Regions from separate parts of the Mus musculus genome. Here all the other regions are linked to region 1. A link is a contact called in public HiChIP or PLAC-seq data. All regions are on one chromosome and are shown on one strand. Each heading gives the region's core, a stretch centred on a gene start, on an enhancer-like site or on the middle of the called end of the contact. The rest is flanking DNA. Distances are from core to core; before and after follow the strand shown.

The links. HiChIP or PLAC-seq counts read pairs in DNA pulled down with a chosen protein or histone mark.
Region 2: an H3K4me3 HiChIP or PLAC-seq map of pro-B cells shows a contact between it and region 1, with 2.5 times the contacts expected there. The contact joins the enhancer-like site here to the promoter of Pml in region 1. A contact is called at or near these places in 4 of 39 promoter capture datasets (hippocampal neurons, liver and pre-B cells), 2 of 115 datasets of contacts at active chromatin or transcription factors (large pre-B cells and pro-B cells) and 1 of 9 other capture datasets (pancreatic islet).
Region 3: a contact with region 1 is called in an HNF4G HiChIP or PLAC-seq map of pancreatic cancer cells. The contact joins the promoter of Cd276 here to the promoter of Pml in region 1. A contact is called at or near these places in 4 of 39 promoter capture datasets (the 3T3-L1 cell line, the C10 cell line and second pharyngeal arch cranial neural crest), 1 of 15 datasets of contacts at CTCF or cohesin (the NIH/3T3 cell line), 1 of 484 Hi-C or Micro-C datasets (rod photoreceptor), 2 of 115 datasets of contacts at active chromatin or transcription factors (bone marrow-derived macrophages and pancreatic cancer cells) and 1 of 9 other capture datasets (adipose tissue).
Region 4: a BATF HiChIP or PLAC-seq map of CD8 T cells shows a contact between it and region 1, with 9 read pairs. The contact joins the enhancer-like site here to the promoter of Pml in region 1. A contact is called at or near these places in 2 of 484 Hi-C or Micro-C datasets (B cells and nephron progenitors), 4 of 115 datasets of contacts at active chromatin or transcription factors (CD8 T cells, embryonic stem cells, extraembryonic endoderm stem cells and 1 more) and 2 of 9 other capture datasets (adipose tissue and liver).

Annotation. Positions count from the first base shown.
Region 1 is chr9:58,247,764-58,251,495 of GRCm38.p6, reverse strand. It overlaps Pml (promyelocytic leukemia), which reads left to right and starts at 1,710. Exons shown (of 9, transcript NM_178087.4): 1 at 1,710-1,955. The coding sequence starts at 1,806.
Region 2 is chr9:57,852,526-57,856,257 of GRCm38.p6, reverse strand. No RefSeq gene overlaps it. Among named protein-coding and RNA genes, the nearest start is that of Arid3b, 18 kb to the right of the region's middle. Within about 2 kb of position 1,772, at least 31 of the 459 cell types and tissues checked have an H3K27ac peak or open chromatin away from gene starts, as enhancers often do. A contact at or near this core is called in pro-B cells, where this site is marked.
Region 3 is chr9:58,552,977-58,556,708 of GRCm38.p6, reverse strand. Cd276 (CD276 antigen) reads left to right here and starts at 1,676. Exons shown (of 8, transcript NM_133983.4): 1 at 1,676-1,687.
Region 4 is chr9:57,970,080-57,973,811 of GRCm38.p6, reverse strand. No RefSeq gene overlaps it. Among named protein-coding and RNA genes, the nearest start is that of Sema7a, 32 kb to the right of the region's middle. Within about 2 kb of position 1,596, at least 144 of the 459 cell types and tissues checked have an H3K27ac peak or open chromatin away from gene starts, as enhancers often do. A contact at or near this core is called in B cells, CD8 T cells, adipose tissue and 1 more, where this site is marked.

The DNA.
Region 1 (3,732 bases), core at 461-2,960:
AATGTCCCTTGAGGGACATTCTTTTTTTTTTTTTTTTGAATTAATTAATTTATTTCATGTATGTGAGTACACTGTCGATGTCTTCAGACACACCAGAAGAGGGCATCAGATCCCATTACAGATGGTTGTAGCCACCATGTGGTTGCTGGGAATTGAGCTCAGGACCTCTGGAAGAGCAGTCAGTGCTCTTAACCCCTGAGCCATCTCACCAGCCCCCTAGAAACATTCTATTAGTATCTCAGACTTCAATATGATAACCATTGACATTCTATTAATAGATGTTACATCACATAATTTAAAAAATTGAGGAAAGAAAACACAAATATTTGTACACAATATAACTGATCTTGGCCTAATTTTTTAAAATATTTACTCAAAATATTTATATGAGTACACTGTAGCTGTTTTCAGACACACCAGAAGAGGGAATCAGATTCTATTACAGATGCTTGTGAGCCACCATGTGGCTGCTGGGAATTGAACTCAGGACCTCAGGAAGAACAGTCAGTGCTCTTAACCGCTGAGCCATCTCTCCAGCCCTTGATGGGCTAATTTTAAAGGCCAAGGGATACTGGTCAGCTTAGATGTATGGCCTCCACAGTCTCCAGGATGTTGGGTCTCCCTTTAGAACCCATCTCACCACAACTCTAAGTTTACAAAAGCAGGAACCTGTTACCATCCCTTTTAATCAGTTTCACATAGGAACAGAGAATAGGCACATAGGGGCCAGAAAAGTGGGTGGGAACAGACTGAAGTTAGAAGCCAAAGGCACTGGCCAATGAGAGTGTCAGCAGGTGTGTGTTTTCCTCACCCACTAGTTTCTGGATTGCTTTTTCTTGGTCAAAAAGCTAACTTTGTATCTCTTGTTTTCTTCACCACTGCTGGCCAGCTCTCCCCTTGCCTCCCTGTTGTCTACCTCTGTACGATGCACAGTCATCAGACCCATTCAACGCTGTTCTGTCACCACGGTCCTTCCACTGACTCAGAACTAACTCTGTGTCCCACAGTTACTTCTCATAGGCCACCTGCCTCAAGGTCATTCAAGAGACGCAGCTGACACGCTGTAAGAAACCCTTCACCAACTCTCAGATCATATGTAGAATCGGTCCATTTCTCACCGTATGATTCATCTCATCTTCTCTGGTATCACTTCGCAGGAGCCCCATCTTAAATCTGAAAATGGCCCTGACTACTTCCCAAACTGGCTCTCCTGTTTCAGACCTCCACTCCTTTCCAAGTGTTTGTCTCTCTTTAAAATGTCTGAGCAGCTCTGAATTCCTGGTCATTTTCTATCTCATGCTCCATTCTCAGCTGAGGGATGCCTTTCCAGGCAAACCCATCCCAGTACTGAGTCGAAGTCTCCACTAGGGTGCACTTGGGAGGCTCTCTCAAAGAGGAGTTTATTTCTCTACCTGGCTTTTAACTAGAAAGACATATAGCTGTGGAATGAGTCCAATAGCTCACAGACAGGGAAAAGCCTGTCAGCTCTGTTTCTCTCCTGGTGTGCATGCTGCGTACGTGGCCGGATCTTTCCTTGTTCTGCTAATGAGCCATGCCCGCATGCCGGGCTTGTTTACTTGCTTGTTTGGTTAACCTTTCTGACTCTACCAGAGTTACTTCCATAGCTCCCTAGTCTTTCTCTTAACTTTGGAAGGGAGATTATAGAACCAGCCTCTCCGCCCCTAGACCCGCCCAGCCCTGTCTCACTTCCTCTCGGGAGGCGGGCTCTCCTCGGGCAATCTCTCGCTCAGTTTTCTGGCTCAGATCTGAGACCCATTTCCCGCCTTCACAGACCTAATCAAGAAATGGAAACTGAACCAGTTTCCGTGCAGAAGGTACCTGCACCCCCTGGATCTCCCTGTCGACAACAGGACTCTGCCCTGACCCCCACGCCCACCATGCCTCCCCCAGAGGAACCCTCCGAAGACTATGAACACAGCCAAAGCCCTGCAGAGGTACTACTGGGTTAGAAGGTGTAGGGCTATTAGGTTTTTTTATTCGTTTACTTTGGTCGAGGAGTTGAGGATGAAGAAGGTCGTTATAGAGAAGTAAGTTAATGGGTTAGTGTCCTAAAGAGACACCAAGGTCCTGACCCTCCTGGCTGGGCAGAGGTAGAACTGATAGCCTAGAGTAAAATAGGAACAGGGGCCCGGCGGTGTGGGGCACACCTCTAATCCCAACACTTGGGAGGCAGAGGCAGGTGGATTTCTGAGTTCAAGGCCAGCCTGGTCTCTACAGAGTGAGTTCCAGGACAGCCAGGGCTACACAGAGAAACCCTGTCTAAAAAAAAAAAAAAAAAAACCGGGATGAGTTGGATTGTAACTGGGGATAGTTGGATTGTAACTCCTACTCCCTGAAGCCTTGCCTGAAGCGCCTACCTCAGATGAAAGACTATAGTCCTGTGGAAGGCCTGGCCAGGAGTCTTATTTGCTCTGGCCTGGAGCTAAAGGCATGTCCCAGACTTGGCAAAACTATAGTCGCCCTCCCTGACCCCCACACCAACACTTCCCGTTTTTCAGCTGTGGTTGCACATCCCAGGAGCAATAGTGCTTGGGATGGTAGGGCTGGAGGGAGGATGACAAGTTCCAGGCCAGCCTAGGCCACAAAGAGAGTTCAAGACCGCTGAGGGCATCACAGCAAGACCTGTTTCAAAACAAAACAAACAAACAGACAGAACCTGGCTCAGACCAAAGTGCCTGCTAAGACCAACAGGATTCACACAGCTGCTTTCTCTTTTGATTTTCATCAATTTATTTTATGTGTATGAGGTTTAGGGATTTATTTTATTTTATCTTTTGGAACACAGGGTCTCACTCTGTAGCCTTGGCCGGGCTGGAGCTTGCTTTGTAAGCCAGGCTGGTCTCAAATTCATAGAAACCACCTGCCTGCCTTCTGAGCTCTGGGATTAATGTATGCGCCACCAAGCTCATTTTCCTAAGGAAGCCTAGTTCATGGCCTTCCTGGGAGTATTGCCTCAACCTTCCATACTCACCCTGGAAGGAACTACCTCCATCCCATTATTCTTCACTCATTTTTCCCTTCACAAAAAACACAAATAAGGTCACATTGCCCTAACTTTTTATTATTAGCATTATATAGCTAAGGATTAAAAATACTAGTTGACATTTATGGGTACTTCTCTCTCTCTCTCAATCTCTCTCTCTTTTTTTTTTTTTTTTTGGTTTTTCGAGACAGGGTTTCTCTGTATAGCCCTGGCTGTCCTGGAACTCACTTTGTGAACCAGGCTGGCCTCGAAATCGCCTGCCTCTGCCTCCTGAGTGCTGGGATTAGACTTATGGGTATTTCTCATGTGCCAGGCACCATGGTATTGAGCTCTTTGAACAGTAGCTCCACCTTCTATACCTATGAACTAACTATTATTATTTTATATGACATGACTGGAATTACACAATATTTCTAATTTTATGGCAGGCATATTATTTCACCATGTCTTCAAGGTTCATCCAGGTTGTTGAATGTATCAGGATTTCATTCCTCTTTCAGGGTGAATACTATTTTGTTACATTTGCAGACACATTTTGTTCATGCGTTCATGTGCTAAGGACACTTGGGTCACTGTGACTTTTGTGGGGGTGTTGCTAGGCACATTAGTATATAATTATATGCTTGGATATTTTTTCCAGTTCTTTTGAGTATATATATGGAAAGTGGAAGCTTGGTCATACGGTAGTTTAAGTCTAACTTTTTGAGGGTCATCCTGCCAATTGTGTT
Region 2 (3,732 bases), core at 523-3,022, 400 kb after region 1:
CCTGCACATGCAAAGACCTGGCCAGCTTCATGCCAGCACTATCCAGCTCAGCCCACTCACTTACACTTTCTTTTAGTTTGTAGCCAAGGTATAAAGCTAAGATCTGCCCCTATTATTGTTCAGCATCCACTCTTGCAAAGTGTACCTTGGAGAAAGATACTTGAGTGACTACAAGGCAGATATTTACACTGATAGGAAGACGATAGAGCAGTGGGCTCACATGAATCACAGTGAAACACCCCAGGATGCAAACCTCAGCTTCCAGCCTAGAACGGGGACCTTTGCTCCAAACTTCAAGCAACTCAATGAACTCAAGCAACTCAATGAAGGTTCAAGCGTTAACTTTCCTGAGGCGATCCTGAAGATCACTGGCGAGCTAAGCAACAACCCAGTGCTCAGCAGCACATGGTAACTTTTGCTTCGTGAGTGTGTACAGGTTTTCCCCCTAAATATATAATTTTCTCAATTACCAAAGAAAGCAACATGTACCTTTAGTTTAAAAATAGGACATGTATCATAACTGTCTTTATTTTTAAGATAAAAAAATTGTTTTCCAAAAGACTAAATCAGCGTGAAATGTTTTTTCCTTTCAAAATGATTTATTTCACATACTTCTAGCTAGTTTCCTTCTTTTATTAAAAATTCGTGGGCTGGTGAGATGGCTCAGTGGTTAAGAGCACTGTCTGCTCTTCGGAAGGTCCTGAGTTCAAATCCTAGCAACCACATGGTGGCTCACAACCATCTGTAACGAGATATGACTCCCTCTTCTGGTGTGTCTGAAGACAGCTACAGTGTACTTACATATAATAAAAAAAGAAAGAAAGAAAAAAATTCGTATTATTTTTACTTGTGTATGTGTGTACATGCTTTGACACAGTGTGGAGCTCAGAGGACAGCTTGAGCCAATTTTCTTTCCATCATGCTGCCCCCAGGGATCATCATGTCTTCAGACTTGGCAGCAATGGCCCACTGGTTTCTTTTCACATTGAATCCCTAATACTTTCCCATGTCAATACAAGTGTACTGACTTTGGTTATAGATGCTTGTGGGATGCTTAGTTTGTGATATAGGTTGCTAGGATACAGCACAAACTCTGGTTCTAATAATTCCATATCAAGTGCTCTTAACCAACAAGCCATCTCTTCTGCTCCTAACATTTACAATATGTGTGTGTGTGTGTGTGTGTGTGTGTGTGTGTGTGTGTGTGTGTGTGTGCGCGCGCGCGCGCGCGCGCCTGTGTGCACTTGTACGTATGGAAGTAAGAGGACAACTTGCAGGAGTTGGTTCTCTCTGTCCAGGGGTCAATCTCAGAACTCAGGTCTTTAGGATTGGTGATATTTTTACCTGCATAGCCATTTTGTCAAGTCTATGTTGGCTTTTTTATTCTCTCTCTCTCTCTCTCTCTCTCTCTCTCTCTCTCTCTCTCTCTCCAGAGTTTCATGTACCCTGTCTGGTCTTGTACATCTGTTTAGTGAGGTTTACCTTGAAGTCCTGAACCTCCTGCTTCCACCTTCCAGCGTGCACCATTATGCCTGGCTTGCTGTCTATTTTTAATAAAAAGCGAGTCCTTAAACTTTGTGGCTATTTATTTGAACTTTGTAATTAAGCTATTAGGACTAGAATACATCAAAGCAGATCCTACAATTTTTGGGCCAGGAGAGTCAGTTATTGATGATGCCATAATTAATGTTGACATTCCACACAGAGATTCCCTCACTTTGCAGTGGGTGAAGGGAGGAAGTTGTAGAAGCACAGACACCATCCTTCTAGCACTTGGATTGCAGAAGTGAAACTGGCTGGCAGAAATGCCCATATTAGGAAATGGCTGGTTGTTAGATGGTTGTAGTGTTAAACTTTTTCTGGTATGTGTGAAGGGAACTAATCAGAATGGGTTTTGGCAGTTGCTTTGTAGCCACACTATTCTCTTTCAAATCAGATCTCAGTATAGTTACAAGTTCATAAGAATCAAACTTCAGAGTGAGTATGATTTACTTAAAAAAAAATTAAATTGAAACTTGACTTCAGCTAAACAAACTGAAATCCCAGTTCGGTTTTTAAAATTTGGATTTCTGAATCAGGATCCCAAATGAGCTTATCCATTTCTACTTGGAATTGGGTTAAAAGTCTGTGTGGTTGATTTGCACAAACCTTATATTCAACAAGTCTCCTTTCCATAGAACATCGAGCAAAGGCCTGAGGGCAGACAACTTTTTAATTTCCGTGGTACTAAATAAATTTCATTTTAATAGAATTTTAATAGCTCAAGATCAGCAACACAAGTGACAGTTCATGCTAGCAAGGATGTGGAGCAAGGGGAACACTCCTCCATTGCTGATAGGAGTACAAACTTGTGTAGCCACTTTGGAAATTAATATGGCGATTTCTCAGAAAATTGGAAATTGGTCTACCTCAAGACACAGCTAATCACTCCTGGGCAGGGGCAGCCCAGACCCAGAAAGACAAACATGACTTGTGTCTAGTCCAATTGTCATCCTAGAGCCTTCGTCCATCAAAGGATGGAAACAGATGCAGAGACTTACAGCCAAACATTAGGAGAAGCTTGGGGAATCCTGCAGAAGATGGAGGTAAAAGGACCTTAGGAGCCAGAGGGGTAAAGACACCACAAGAAAACCCACAAAATCGACTAACCTGGGCTCACAGGGGCTCACAGGGACTGAACCAACAACCAGGGAGCCTGCATAGGACTGACCTAGGCCTATGTCCCAGTTGTGTAGCTTGGTCTTCTTATGGGACCCCCTAACACTGGGAGCAGGGGCTGTCTCTAACTGTTTTGCCAGATTTTGGGACCCTGCTTCTCATACTGGGTTGCTACTTCTAGTCTTAATACAAAGGGAGATGCCTAGTCTTACTGCAACTTGATAGGGCATGTTTGGTTGATATCCCTGGGAGGTCTGCCCTTTTCTGAAGAGAAACAAAAGAAGAATGGATGGGGGTGGGGAGGAGGAGAGGAGAAGTGAGGGGGAGGGATTGGGAGGAGAGGGAGGAGAGGAAACTGCAGTTGAGATGTAAAAAATATAATTTTTTTTTTTAAGATTTTTTAAAAAGATTTATTTATTTATTATATGTAAGTACACTGTAGCTGTCTTCAGATACTCCAGAAGAGGGCGTCAGATCTTGTTACAGATGGTTGTGAGCCACCATGTGGTTGCTGGGATTTGAACTCCAGACCTTCGGAAGAGCAGTCGGGTGCTCTTACCCACTGAGCCATCTCACCAGCCCTAACAGATTTAAAAATATAATTTTTAAAAATTAAAAAAAAGCTCTCATATTATATGTAGCTTCCTTTAGCAAAAGTCTAGGAACAAAATAGCATTACTTTTGCAACAGGTGCATATGTGCTGTGTAAAATAATGGAGACAATGAATACTAATTCATTCAATTCATAGTATTCAATAAATATTAATGTCATATTTTGTGACAACAAAAGTCCAGCAAACCAAAGCAAGCCTTTCCATTCTGTAATTGGGAAGGGGTCTTTCCACTGAACTTTCTCCATAGTTGACTGCACTCTGTGATATTAGGGTTCTAAAACATCTACCTCAGGAGCATTGGGATTTTGAAATTAGCCTGGGCTACCTAACGAGATTATGTTTCAAAAACCGTGTTATGGAGCAGAGAACTGACTCAGCCGTGAAAAACCCTGGTTATTCTTTCAAATTCCCAGCTCCTCAGGGCAGCGCACAGCTGTCTGTTAACTTCAGCTCCAGAGGA
Region 3 (3,732 bases), core at 427-2,926, 310 kb before region 1:
TCGGACTGTGCTCTTGAGCAAGGATAAGAAAAGCCTCTGCATTGTAAAGTGTCCCTTCACCACCCATCACGGTTGAGTTGGGAAGCTCATGGACACCTAGCCTGGTAGACACAGCAGAAAAAAAAAAAAAAAAAAAAAAAAAGACATCCTGTTTCAGGCAAGATGGAAGTCAAGGATTAATACCCAAGGTTATCCTCTGACCTCTACATGAGAGTCTTGGCTCAAGGGCAGGACCATGTATACAGGTTTTTTTTTTTTTTTTAATGCCAAATTTATATTTAGAAGCATAGACATAGCTATATTTGATCTCAGCACACAAATTCAAGGACATAGAATAGTTCTGCCTCTCCCTAAGAGCTGGGTGCCCTCGGGTGAGCTACTATAAAGCCTGTGTCTGAATCTCCTTATCTGCAAAAATGCGAGTAACAGCACTCACTTCACTGAATTTGGGGGATTAAAAGAGATAAATTGTGAAGAGCTTAAAATAGTAGCTGGCAGAAGCCGAGACCCGTGTGGATTCACGATTATTTCCTAAGCTCTCTCTGACAGCTGCTGTCACTTGGTTGCTAAGTCTGCAAGCAGTGCAAGGTTGGAGTCCCTTCTTTCCTTGAGTCTCAATTTTTTTTTTTCATCTGCAAAACAGAAATAATTTCTACCTGGTGGGACCCTTGGGAGATCTATGGAGGCCAGAGAGGAAAGCATGCTGCCTTCATTTGAGCCCACAGAAGGCCCTCTACGCTGTTGCTGTTTCCTGTCTGTGTAATGGACAGATACAAACACAGGTGAAGGGATGTTGGCAAATTCCAGACAGACTTAATCATCCTTTGCCCTCCTCTTGTCGCTGCCTGCAGCTAGATTTTTTTTTTTTTTTTTTTTTAAGGACATAGTGAAAGGGGATGGGGATAGATAGATGGCAAAGAAAGGGTTCAGGGTTGAGGGCACCCAGGCTTACTCTTCTCTACAGAACCTGGGCTAGCCAGCAGCTGGCATGCGGCTGGGATAAAAGGGTTGAGAGCAGCGTTAGTCCGGTTGCTGTGGGTGTAAGAAAACGAGGAAAACCATCTCAGTGGAAATTGCCCTGTGGTTGGCTCAGGCGCCCACGACACTGTATTTATAGAGAGCTCCCAGCAACTCGGAATTCTTCGCTGTCGAGTTAACCCTTTCCGAGCCGCGGTGCTGGCCTGGTGTCGAGGGGAGAAATTCTGGACTGAATGGGGACAGCTGGATTGCAGCGGGGCTTGGAGCCAGCAGTTCCGAGGGTGGGAGTGGTCAGTGGCCGGTCACCTGTCCCCTCTCACCGAAAAAGAAACTTCGGCTCTTGGAAGTGCTAGGATCCGTGTGGGGGATGGGCAGCGAGTAGCCCAACACCTCCTCCTCCTCCTCAGAGTACTGGGTCTTCCCCCGTCGGGGTCCAACAAGGGTCTGGGTCGGGGCGGGTCCAGACCCCGGGCCCTGCCCAGCAGGCGGGCTCAGGCTTCACCCTCGGATCTCGCCGCAGGGCCAATCCAGCCTCTGGGGCGCACCCGGGCGGCTTTTCCGGGCCCCCAGCTTCCTCTGGCCGTCCCGCCCCTCACTCTCGCCCCCGGCCCCAGTCTGGCCGGGCCTCGCGGCGGCGGCGGCACCAACAGTGGCGGCGATTGGGCTGCGCCCCGCCGCGTCCCCGAGTCCCGGGAGTCGGCGCGGCGCGGTGAGTGCTTGCGTGGCGCGGGGCGGCGTGGGCTGCTGGGTCCACCTTTGTGTGCGGCGGCGCCTGGACTGCACGCGCTAAGGCGCCGGGTGCAAGGAGCTGGGAACTCCGCGGCCCTTACCCGCAGGGCACCGGCACCCTGATCCACGATGACCGCTGGGGCTCTAGGGTCCGGAGTAGCTGAGAGCACCCCTGCTTGGCCGCTCCCTCCTCGGGGGGCTGAGACCCGCTGGGATTTGTGGGATCTGATGACTCCCAAGTCTGGGGCTTGTGGGGCCCGAAACGGGGTGGGTGACTGATTATTCAGGCCCTGGGTGTGGAGTAGGGATGCAGGCAGGTAGGTCACTGGGTTGATGGTTCTTGAAGCTTAAGGAAGCTGCTAGCCAAGACTGGAAGGGAGGCATTCTCCGGACTTTGAGGAAGAAAACACCATGAATGCCAGCTCTGAAAGGGGAAACTGCGGGGGAGGGGAGCACGAGGTTAGGTGGTCCCCTGTTCTTGGATCTGAATGGTGAAGAGGGACCAGGTCTGCAGAAGAGCACGAGGGAACAGGTTCTGGGAATAGCTTTAAAGGCTCCTTCGAAAAATAAAAGACTGAAGAGGAAATGGGATGGGACAGTTTGGGCTGTCTTAGGTAAATGGAGATGGATGGAGAGGAGGTCTGAAGGAAGGTAGGGAGAGGCTGGAGGACCAGGGTGGCACATAGAGACGAGAAAATTGAATCCGGCTCTCCAGGGCCCTTTCTTACTAGGCCCCAGTCAACCAGTCGCAGATTTCGGAGCTTGAGGCAGTGGCCTGGCAGAAAGGGAGTTTTATTTCCAAGCCAAACCTGTCCTAATGAGAAATGTATGGTGGGTGACTCAGACCTGAGAGCTTATCACTGAAGGGAAATATTAAGCAAACATTAGACCCGAAGTTTGTATGTGCGTGACCGGGGTTTTGTGTATGTGTCGGGGAGACACCTACTTAATTGTGAAAAATTATTTCCCTTCAAATTGATTGTGGGCCATCTGTAAATGAATAGTGATTAAATTAAAACCCAAATCCTTAAAAAAAAAAGTTTGGGTTTTTTGTTTTTGTTTTTATTTTTGTTTTTTTAAGATAGTACCTCACTATAGATTTGGCTGACCTTGAACTCACATAAATCTACCTGCCTATGTCTCCCAGATGCTGGGACAAAGGCATGCACCACCAGGCCAGCTCAAAGACTTTTTTTTTTTTTTTTGAGTGTGTAGTAGTTACTTTCAGTTTGAGATGCCAATGAAAGTGTCTGAACAGTTTGAGAGCTATTTATTTAACTGAGCCTCCTTTCTCATTCCCTTTGTCCTCCCAGAAGTCCCTAGGACTCCTACTGTTTAGCAACAACGACATTCTGAGTAGTTTGGGGACCTGTAAATAGGTGAATCTGAAATCTGTACTTGAAATTGAAACCTAAACCTGTCTTATGGGCTTGGTTGACTGATGGGCAGGCCAGGTGTGGAGGGCTGGGGAGCTAAGGGCTATGGAGTGGTGGTCTACCCTTCCACCTTGCTTGGGAATGGGAATATTTTGGAGGTGTGTGTTTTCTTTGGTAGCTGGTGTTCTTAGTCTTCAGCACTAACTCTTGGTTAACTGTGGCCCGTGGACGTCTTCCCCCGTGTTACAAATACATCACCGTTAGCTGACACAGGGTCCTGATATCAGTGCCATTTTCATTGTGTGGCTGGGAAGGTAGCTCAGTTAGTAGAGTGCTTGCCTAGCACCCATGAATCCTGAATTGGATCACCAGCCACCAGCGATGCACAAACTGGTCATAGTGGCTCATGGTGGTAACCTCAGTGTTTAGAGGTAGAAGCAGGAGGACCAGAAGTCATCCAAGGCTACATAGTTCAAAGCTCGCCTGAGATACACGAGACTTCAGTCAAAAGGAAAAGAAGAAAGAAGTTTGCATACTACATCACCACTTTAGGTTAACACTGTGAATATCCGTTTTGCCCAAAGTGTCATGAGGCAAAGAAACCATAAAGAGGGATAATGTTTGCCCATGCACAGAGTAGCTCTAGTGA
Region 4 (3,732 bases), core at 347-2,846, 280 kb after region 1:
AGTCTGCTGCTCTGTGCTGGGAGTTAGGAAGGCAGGACAGATCATGGACACCATGGGCCAGCCAGGCTTGGCCCTGCTTCTCCCAGGCCTCCCACCTCCAGGTTAGCTCTCCCTTATCCTTGGGAATCAAGATGGGTTGGCTGAGAGTCAGCCCTACCACCATCTAAACCCCAGAACTCCGTGCCTCAAGGGGGACCAAAAAAAAAAAAAAAGGCAGAACAGAGGGAGACAGAAGAGAAACCAGCTTGTGCAGACCCTGGGGACCTCTGTCACTCAGGCCTCGCCCACACACCAAACAAGAGCCTGGGAAAGTCTTCAGAGCTTGGATCTCTCCCAAAGGGCGATATCAATCTCTAGTATACATGGGCATGTGCACACACATGTGCATTCAAACATGTATACACACATGCATCACATGTAAATAGTGAGTGAGGTTGGGTAGTGGTTGAAAGCCGCAAAGACAGTGGGATGTGAAATAGTATTACCCTTGGGAAGCAACTTAGCATCCCCCCCTGAAAGTCAAACAAGGTTACCATATGATTGTGCAATCCCACTCCAGTTAAATGCACAAAGAATTAAAAACATGACCTCACGCAGGCTTCACCCGGATCTTCGTGCATCCTGATCCTGATTCACCACAGCCCTCAGCTCAGGTGTGCAGTGGCCGATGTTTAGACAACACAAATAGGACAGAGTTGTGAATGTGTCATCAGCCCTGAACAATGAGGAATGTTGATTTGTCCCTCAGCACAAACAGCACTGAAAGCATTAAGCTAAGAGAAAGAAACCAGACACAAAGGTCTCCTGGCATGTGACCCAGACAAATTCACGGAGACAGGAAGTAGAGTAAGGGGAGGTGGGAAAAGAAAGTAACAGGGTTTCTTATAAGTGAGGGAGTGTTCTGGAATCGATTAGTGACGAGTATCACACAGTACTGGAAATACATGAGAACCACAGATTGCTCACTTGCCACTGGTGAGTTTTTTGGGTTTGGTTTTTTTTATGTGGATTTCCTCTCAATGAAGAACGTGTGAAGGCCAACAGTCTCGCCACGAGCAAGCCTTTCTATTTGTGTCTGTCTGTAAAGCTGCTGCACTGATTAGCCTTTGCCCCGAGAAGCCCCCATACCTCAGCGATGTCCTGAGAGAAGGTGGGGAAAGCCATCCCCAGGGGAGCACTCTCTGGGGGCCACTCAGGGGGGTGTTCCCTTTGTCCACAGCTTCAAGAAAATGTCACACAAGAAAAGAACGCCAAAACCAGCTCCAGCCCCGGCGCTGTCCGGGTCCTGCTGGGACTGCAGTTTCCTATCCTCCTAAGTACCTCCTAAGGTCTTTCTGAGGCAGGATGTGGCCTGACAGAGCCCCGGGATGAGTGTTCCCTCCCAACAGTGCCTTTTGGCATGCATTGCTGGCCATGTGTGGACTAGCAGTTGGGTCTGGTCTGACCACAGTATCCCACTGGAGAAAGCCGTGGGCAGAGGTTTCCACTAAGTCAGTTCTGATTCAGTCTTATTCAGCCTCAAGGCACCCACAGAGGGGCTCCTAGCTCACAGATGTTTATGTGGAGTAATGGGACAGGATGTGGGTGCCCTCTGCCCCTTAGAACAGCTGCTCTGTGAACCACCATCCCGCCGCCCACCCTCCTGTGCGTGTTAGGAAAGTGCTTCACCACTGAGCTACACCTCAGTTCTTCCTGGGATGGTTTTGATGGGAACCAGCAACGGAAAAAGCTGTCATCCCCACCCTGCCCCAAGAGACATCCCAGCTAAGCCTCAAGGCACCCACAGAGGGTGCCAAGGGGCCAGATCCAGATCCCACCCAGTCATCTCTGGTCCGGAAAAAGTTAGAATGGCTAAGCACTTCGCCTCTCTAAGTACCATGTGTCTTGGGGCAGATGATCCCAGCCCCTTCCTCTGATGACCAAGTCTTAAGTCCTAACTGACTGTGTCCAGGAATCCCTGACCCTGGAGTCGGTTCTGCCTCAGGCCCCATCTTGGTGATCTTGCCAGAGAGTGGCTCTCCTCCATCTCTGCTGTATACGCTGTGTTAACCATGTGTCTAAGCAACGAGAGATGCTCGGTGGCGAGCTATGCAGTGTATAAATAAGAGTGATGGAGTCAGTCTAAAACCCCAGGTACCTCTAGAGCCATGAAGCTCTGGTAAACAGCTTCCCCTTCCTGGGTCTGAGTTCCTTTAACTGAGTATGGAGACAGCTGCAGCCTGTAACCTCAGGGGCTGAGGCAATGTGACTGCGAACAAAGGCTCCAGGTCAGTCCTGTTTCAAAATTTAAAAAGGACAGGAAGAAGAGGAAGAGGACCTAAGGATGTAACCCAGTAGTGGGGCCTATAGCATGTGTGAAGCCATAGGTTCAGTCTTTAGGAACACACACACACACACACACACACACACACACGCACACACACACACACAGGAGTTGGGGTGGGGTCAGCACCAATCTCCAAGAGCTTATGAAAACTCTCTAAGATAAGTCATATTTCTCTTTTAAAATGATTGGTACATACATTAATCGACTGTGTATGCTGAAGGGGCGCTTGCCTCAGCATTGCCTGTGAATGTCAGAAAGAGAACATTTGGTAGCCAGTTCTTTCCTTTCACCACGAGGGTTCTGGAGGATCGAACTCAGGGCGTCAGGTTGGCAGCAAGCACCTTTACCCACGGAGTCCTTCTTGTTATCTTTCCAGACAGTCCTAGGCAGGGAGGTGTGTGCTACTTGGTATATGTTCACCTCTATTATATTTAATAGCAGTTAACCTGAATATTCTGAAGTCAGACTGGTTGACTGATTAGTGTCCCTCTTTGGTGGGAGATAGAGGTGACATGTTTCAGAATGTTCTCTGGCTTCTGCTGGGTCAGCCCAGCCCTGGGAATAGGCCTGGAGGATTTTTTTTTTTTTTTTTTTTTTTTTTTGGTTTTTCGAGACAGGGTTTCTCTATGTAGCCCTGGCTGTCCTGGCACTCACTTTATAGACCAGGCTGGCCTCGAACTCAGAAATCTGCCTGCCTCTGCCTCCCCCCAACCCTCTGAGTGCTGGGATTAAAGGCGTGTGCCACCACGCCCGGCTGGCCTGGAGGATTTTAATCCTGTCTGGCAGAGAGAAGTGGCCCTTGCCTGGTGCCAGGCTTGGCTCTAACTGACCCTACAGGCCTCTTCCAGCACAGCCCATAAAAATCAGGTGCTCTGAGCAGGCCATGATGGTGTTAAGGGGGACTGGGAGGAGACAGGCTCAGTGTGCCTCCTGAGCCCAGACACAAGGACAGACCATGTCCCTAGTGTCTCTAAGGACTTCCTGTTTGCCCTCCCACCCTTACCCCCTCCACCCACCCCCACCCCCACCTCTGCTTCCGTGAAATCTCTTCAGTCCTAGGACATCAAAAAGGTTGGGCATTCCAGGAAAGTACCAGCCCGCCCAGGAAACCTGAACACCTGGCGGGACCTCATCCGGCCCATTGTCCTGCAGGGACAGAAACAGAGCCCTAGTCATCAAGATTGTCCACCCCGGGGACATCTAGTCCCAAGCCTTCCATGGGTGGGACACATAGTCAGACTTCCTTCCTGCAGATTGTAGTCCAGTGTTCCCCTGGCCCCAGCCTCAGGTGGGCTACAGCACATCTAAGCAAACCCCCAGCAAAGGCTTACTTCTCTGCTTGCTTCCAAGAGACCCCTGACTCTCTTTGCTGGCAGGTTACCACAGCCTAGTGTTCCCCACTAAAG